Linked DNA regions of Mus musculus: region 1 is linked to region 2. Evidence: chromatin contacts called from public Hi-C data. All regions are on one chromosome and are shown on one strand. The core of a region is the stretch at or near the end of the contact, and the rest is flanking DNA. Distances in the headings are between cores, read along the strand shown. Region 1 has its middle 23 kb from the start of Clec4n. Region 2 holds the start of Clec4a4 (C-type lectin domain family 4, member a4).

Evidence for each region. A called contact is a pair of places that touch in the nucleus more often than the background predicts.
Region 1: a contact with region 2 is called in a Hi-C map of bone marrow-derived macrophages, with 20 read pairs. The contact joins the enhancer-like site here to the promoter of Clec4a4 in region 2. A contact is called at or near these places in 1 of 39 promoter capture datasets (macrophages), 1 of 484 Hi-C or Micro-C datasets (bone marrow-derived macrophages) and 4 of 9 other capture datasets (adipose tissue, liver, macrophages and 1 more).

The regions. Positions count from the first base shown.
Region 1 is chr6:123,205,115-123,209,016 of GRCm38.p6, reverse strand. No RefSeq gene overlaps it. Among named protein-coding and RNA genes, the nearest start is that of Clec4n, 23 kb to the left of the region's middle. Within about 2 kb of position 1,351, at least 21 of the 459 cell types and tissues checked have an H3K27ac peak or open chromatin away from gene starts, as enhancers often do. A contact at or near this core is called in bone marrow-derived macrophages, where this site is marked.
Region 2 is chr6:122,988,448-122,991,840 of GRCm38.p6, reverse strand. Clec4a4 (C-type lectin domain family 4, member a4) reads right to left here and starts at 1,474. Exons shown (of 6, transcript NM_001005860.2): 1 at 1,393-1,474; 2 at 1-81. The coding sequence starts at 1,474.

The DNA of each region.
Region 1 (3,902 bases), core at 102-2,601, 220 kb before region 2:
ATACTAATAGGAGCAAATATAGAGATAAAATGTAGAGCAGAAACTGAAGGAAAGGCCATCGAGAGACTGTCCCACCTGGAGATTGATCCCATATACAGTTACCAAACCCAGACACTATTGCTGATGCTAAGAAGTACATGCTGACAGGAGCCTGATATAGCTGTCTCCTCAGAGTCCCTGTCTGAGCCTTACAAATACAGAGGCAGATGCTTGCAGGCAACCATTGAAATGAGTTCAGGGTCCCCAGTAGAGGAGTTAGAGAAAGGACTGAAGGAGCTGAAGGGGTTTGCAACCCCATAGGAAGAACAACAATATCAACCAACCATACCCCCCAGAGCTCCCAGGGACTAAGTCAAGGAGTACACAAGGCTCCAGTTTCGTATGTAGTAGATGATGACCTTGTTAAGCATCAATGAAAGGAGAGGACCTTGGTCCTATGAAGGTTTGATAGATGTCCCAGTGTAGGGGAATCAAGGGTGGGGAGGTGGGAGTGGGTGGGTGAGTGGAGGAACACCCTCATAGAAACAGGTGGAGGGAGGATGGGATAGGGGATTTCCAGGAGTTGGTGGAAACTGGAAAAGGAGATAACATTTGAAGTTTAAATAAAGAAGATATCTAATAAAAAAAAGGGGGGGGGCATAGCACCAAACAGAGAATTCACAACAGTGGAATCTCCAATTGTCTCCAATGCCTGAGAAGCACTTAAAGAAATGTTCAAAGTCCTTAGTCATCAGGGAAATGCAAATCAAAACAACTCTGAGATTCCACCTTACACCAATCAGAATGGCTAAGACCAAAACCTCAGATGACAACAAGCACATGCTGGCAAGGATGTGGAGAAAAAGAAACAGTCCTCAATAACTGGTAGAATTGCAAAATGGCACAACCACCATGCTTCCCATTTCTAAAGGGAAAATTTGGCTTAATTAGTAACATTCAATTTTCCACAAAGGTAGTAATGCCACCTCAGAAGCTGCTGGAGGGTTGTTTGCTTGTTTGTTTGTTTGTTTTTCACACATTGACTTATGTAACTGGTTATATAAAAGAGTCTGAACACTGGAAAAAATGTGCCTGACTTGAAGGCCTAAAATTTTTAAAACCTACAGTCATAAGGGTTCTCAAATACTTTGATCCCCCTTTTAGCTCACATTCTAAAATAAAGATAGAGGAGAGCAGATGGTAATAGGACAATGGGGATCTGCACCTCTTTAGAAGTACTTCTTTGGGACAATTCCAATCTCCATTGTCCAGATACCAGCAATCCAGTTCAGTAGTGTCAGGATACCAACAGTCCAGCTCAAATATGCCACCAAACACAAATCAGCAGTGGCAGCATGATTCTGCAGAAACAGCTAAGCTTCCACTGACTCAGCATGAGTCAGCAGGAGTGAACATAACCAGTCATAACACCAAGAGAAGTTCTCTGCCTTGTCTCTTTCAATAAAGATCAATGAAGAAGCTAGACCAACTAAGCATTGCACAGCAGACAATGCAAGCATTCCATCACTGTTTGTTGTGTCCTACTTTTAATCTCTCCTAAGATTTTATCACATGTCCTTTCATGGGTCTACTTCAGCAAAACATCACATGAGCCTGCTTCAGGAAAGTATCACATGACACAACCAGATATTTTTCCTTCACTTACTGGCTCAGGGCTGAGCAAGACTTGTGTAGGTTTCCGTTTGTCACCATTAGCCTGCTACATGAAATGTTAGAAAAAACAGGAGTAATTGTCTATATTATTTTTTTCTACACCAATTTAGAATTTCTTGTGTCAAAGGATGCTACCTTGTACTTAAAGATATTTTAGCAAGGTTTTCATTTAATATCTAATAAAGAATATTTAATATTTCTTATGTTTTATAGGAAGTATACAAGTTCACATGGGTGTGTTTTAATCATCATTGTTGCTACATTAACAAGTTGGGCCTTATGTTTTCATTCTTTATTTACCTAACTCTAAACTGTAATCCATGATTATTCTTAAAGATTAATTAAACAACACACAAACCAGGAATCACTGCATGTTAGTGGCTGGGGCTAGTGCTTTCTGCAACTCATTAGAGAAATTAAATGGAAAGATAATCTATAAAATATTACTATAATTACATACTTAGTAACTTATTAAGTTATCTCAGGAATTGGAGCAATGAATACATGGTTGTAAAGACTGGGTGCTGAGATCTCTGACTTGTTGATGAAGGGCACAAACTGTCAAATAAAATAGAAGTAAATACTAAGATCCATACATAGTACAATAAAATGAGAATAGCACCATCCTGTATATCTGAATTTTCCTTAAAGGACTGTCTTAGTCAGGGTTTCTATTCCTGCACAAACATCATGACCAAGAGGCAAGTTGGGGAGGAAAGGGTTTATTCGGCTTATACTTCCATGCTGCTGTTCATCACCAAAGGAAGTCAGGACTGGAACTCAAGCAGGTCAGGGAGCAGGAGCTGATGCAGAGGCCATGGAGGGATGTTCTTTACTGGCTTGCCTCACCTGGCTTGCTCAGCCTGCTCTCTTATAGAACCCAAGACTACCAGCCCAGAGATGGTCCCACCCACAAGGGGCCTTTCCCCCTTGATCACTAATTGAGAAAATGCCTTACAGTTGGATCTCATGGAGGCATTTCCTCAAATGAAGCTCCTTTCTCTGTGATAACTCCAGCTGTGTCAAGTTGACACAAAACTAGCTAGTACAATTGACCCCTTGTCAACTTGACACACAAAAACATCACTAGTAAGCCTCAACCCTTACAATCTTATTCATCCCCAAGATCTAAATAACTTTAAAAGTCCCACAGTCTTTACATATTCTTAAAATTTCAATCTCTTTAAATTCAAAGTCTTTTTACAATTAAAAGTCTCTTAACTGTGGGCTCCACTAAAACAGTTTCTTCCTTCAAGAGGGAAAATATCAGGGCACAGTCACAATCAAAAGCAAAAGTCAATCTCCAACCGTCCAATGTCTGGGATCCAACTCACGATCTTCTGGGCTCCTCCAAGGGCTTGGGTCACTTCTCCAGCCAGGCCCTTTGTAGCACACACATCATCCTCTAGGCTCCAGATGCCTGTACTCCACTGCTGCTGCTGCTCTTGGTGGTCATCTCATGGTACTGGCATCTCCAAAACACTGCATGACCCCTTCAGTCCTGGGCCTTCAATTGCAACTGAGGCTGCACCTTCACCAATGGCCTTCCATGGCCTCTCACAGTGCCGAGCCTCAGCTGCTTTGCGTGACCCCCTTCATGCCTTCAAAACCAGTACCACCCGGGTGACCCTTACATATTACCAAGTCCCGCTGCAGCAGGAGTACAACCTTGGCCATCTCTGGAACACAGCCTCTTTGTGCTTTCAGAAAACACTTCCCAGAAGATGTCACCTCAATGATGCTGGTCTCTTCTTAATCACCGCTAATTTCTTAACTCCAGCTAACCAGCATCAATAGTCCCAGTAATACAAAGTTTTTGCTTTGGTAGTTCTGGTATCTTGTTAATCACAGCTGATTCTTCAGCCCCGGCTAACCAGAACTACAGAATCTTCACAATCAAAACAGCAATGGCCCTGGAAAGACTCTTTAATTTTCCCTCTGAAATTTCACAAACCAGACCTCCATCTTCTGCATTGTTCTCAATATTATCTTCCAAGCTCCTATACAACATCTGACAGAGCTTTTAACAACTCTGGATCTTCAAGCCCAAAGTTCCAAAGTCCTTCCACAGTCCTCCCTAAAACATGGTCAGGTTGTCACAGGAATACCCCACTCTGCTGGTACCAATTTGTCTTAGTCAGTGTTTCTATTCCTGCACAAACATCATGACCAAGAGGCAAGTTGGGGAGGAAAGGGTTTATTCGGCTTACACTTCCATGCTGCTGTTCATCACCAAAGGAAGTCAGGAC
Region 2 (3,393 bases), core at 225-2,724:
GGAGAAGTAGCATCAGGGATGTAAGAAGCAGTGAGGGGGAACCAGGCTTTCTTAGATCACGGATAGGTTTCTCTCTGGGAGCTAGAAGGAGAAGCACATTCATTTCATGAGAAATAAGTCCATCCTTGTTTCTTCTTTTCCACACTTCTTTTTTCCCATTTTGTCTAGGATACATAATTTACTAATAGTATGAACATTTCAAGTAACAGAAAAATAAAAGCACAAACTTACACTGTTGAAATAACTGATATTAATATTTTGAGATCTGAAAAATATATATGTGTGTGTATATACATATATATGTGTATATATGTATATATATGTACATATATATATATATATATATATATATATATATATATATATATATATATATGAAAATACTTGGTTCATAGCCTTTCATGGAGGTGTGTGTGTGTGTGTGTGTGTGTGTGTGTGTGTGTGTGTGTGTGTGTGTGTGAAGGGAAGTGTAATGAGGTAGGATCTCACTGTGTAGTACTGGATGGTCTGCAACTCATTATGTAGACCAGACTGGGCTCAAATCTTCAGTGATCCTCCTGCCTCTGCCTCCTCAGTGCTGGAATTAGGCCAATCCTGGCCCTTGCAGTAAATCTTAAAGTATGTGCATATAAAGTGTTTTCCTGCATGATGACCCAACATAAATAGTGCCACCTGGCCTACAACTTTTCTTTACATTAGTATTGTAAATACATTTTCATTTCACTATGTTTTCTTAGTGTTCTTTATTATAGATTCAGCACTGTATACATAAATAACTTCCAAACTGCCAAAATATTAAAGACACATATACAATAACAGATAAATATTTCTATTCATAGTCCATCACTTTAGCATAATGTCTGTCTGCTAGCCACCACCACATGGCTGGAAACTTCATGGAGGAAGGTACAATTTAGTGGCACAGCAACTAGCCATCAAGTGAGAGGTTCTTCTGTGATCTATAGTATAAATGAAAAAGTTCCTTCAAGATAAAATCTCAACACAGAAACAGTTTTCATGAAGTTACAAAATACTGTCAAACATAGAAGGTAGAGATCACTATTAAACAATATGACTTCATTTTCAGAAAAAAAATGTATTTATGCTCATTTGTATAGAGCAGTAAATGCAGCAAGATTCAAGGTTTAGTTTCTGTAAATGGCAAGAGCAAAAAACATTCTGAGAAAGCTTTTCCTTCCCACTATAAAACTGTCCAGCTCTTCAAGTTGATCTACAAATAGTTTAAACAACTAAGACTCCAGTAAAATACCAGATGGGAGCGCTCAAAGAATCATTCACAAATACCACCTAACTTTGCTAGTGGCCATTCCTTTATCCTCCAGTCTACATAAGTACAGAAAGGTGGTTTTGTTTCCTTTTGTTTTGTTTTACCTGCAGGACATTTTGAGTAGGTGTCCAAGGAGTCGGATTCATTCGTGATCCTCACTTCTGCATAAGTGATTTCTGAAGCCATTTCAAGAAAAGACCTGCCTCCCTCAGAAAGCACAACTCATTCTCTCTCTAAGGCTCTGTAGTATGTGAGAACCAATTGCAGCAACAGGTTGTCATGTCACACAATTGTATGAAAGAAGAGGCATGTCTCACTAGGTTAAACCACATGAGAACAAGAAACCACAGCACGGAATCACTCAGGTCACACAGGGGAAATCCAACCTCTTAATACAAGAAAATAAGAATTGTAGCCCTCAAACCCACTCAGCGAGGTATGCAAGGACTGCAAAGTGGGAACTCAAAGGGGGAAGAAAAGAAATAGGAAGGAGAAGAAAAGAGGAACCATGCTATTAGAGAACTCTATCCTAAGACACAGCAAACATAAACTCGCGCAGTTCTATATGCAAACCAGTTTTCCTTTTTTTTAAGGAAAACCAGACAAAATGGGCAAACACTTAAGACATGACATTGATTTTGACTGAAGAAACAAATTGTGATATCACATTCTAGAGGATCGTTGTCCCTCACTGCCACGCACTTCAGTCGAGTCAGCTTGACAGACTGTGAAGCCTAAAAGCCACTCACAAGGCAGAGAGTTTCAAGGAAGCTCACCTCCTGGAGTTTATCCATATACTCTATTCCTGCGTTAGTCTGGTGTATGGATCTATGAGCTCTCTTTTAATATTTTATTATAAATACCTTTTAAGATTAAATTATGTTATAGTTAGTCTCCCCAGTGTTCCAAGATCCCAGAAGCGGCCAGAGCTTAAAATCCTGTGAGAAGGCAGTAAGGAAGTTAGCCTATTCAGTAACTAATTAAGCATTACAATAGACAGAGCCAGTGGCTCAACTGGTCTGCAGAAAGAGCCAGAGAATCTCTCCAAGATAGAAATCTTCAGTAAGGCTACATTGAATATTAAAAGCAAGTTGGTATATTCTCCTGACAACTGGAGATTCTCCAGATACTTAAAAGTTACACTCATATAAGAATTTAGCAAGGCCTAGGAAATTAGGTGGGTTGTGATATTACATTATTCTTGAGGTCTGCCAAGAGCAGAACCCCCTGGTGCTAGCCTTCACAAGGTTCACAGGTATAACACTAAAGTGTAAAATCCTTGCCTGTCACTAAGCTGACCCTAGACAGGACTGCTTTATCTTTACTGTAAACATTTACCTGGTTCCTGTAAATCCTTTTAAAGTCATTCCTTTGTTTTGTACCTGGTAACTTCAATGTACCTTGCCTGCTGTGACTTCCGACCCTTGTATTTTCTGTACTATAAAAAGTTTGATGCTCAACCTGACAAATACATTCAGATTCTACACAACCTCTCCTGTGTACATCTGTCTGTCATATCATCCAATGCTTTGCCCACCTGCGACTAGAGACCCGTTCCACGCAGACATAGGGATCAGAGGGTCTGCGACACCTCACCATTGTGTGGGATCCCACTTTTCTCTCAGCTGCCTACAGTATTGGGAAGGCAAAGCTCATATCCTGTTTCTTCTGAAGCTGATCCTCTGAACACTCTGCCTCCTGCCACAGGTACATAACTACCTGCATGGGGACTCTCCACTCACTTTGATATTGGTCACATCTAGAGCTCCTGAAACAGCTCTGGATAGTAGCTTGTGGGAGGACATTGTTCTCTTCTTGTGTCTCTCTTAATCCTAATGCTCCTCAGCATGAGCTAAGTGTTCACTGCACTGTTGGAAAATCAAATGGGTCACAGTGTAAAAGAGGGGACACTTACATTAGTTGCTAAAGTTGGGATGATTTGAGTCCCTCCCACAGACATCTTCCAGCTCATAGCCACAAGCTCAACCTTCAGTTCTTCCAAATACTTTCCTTCTTTGAATCTCCTCTAGCTACTCCCATGCTTTTACATATAACAAGCAAAGAGTGCATAAGAAACACACACACAGTTTTTATTGGTTTTTCTC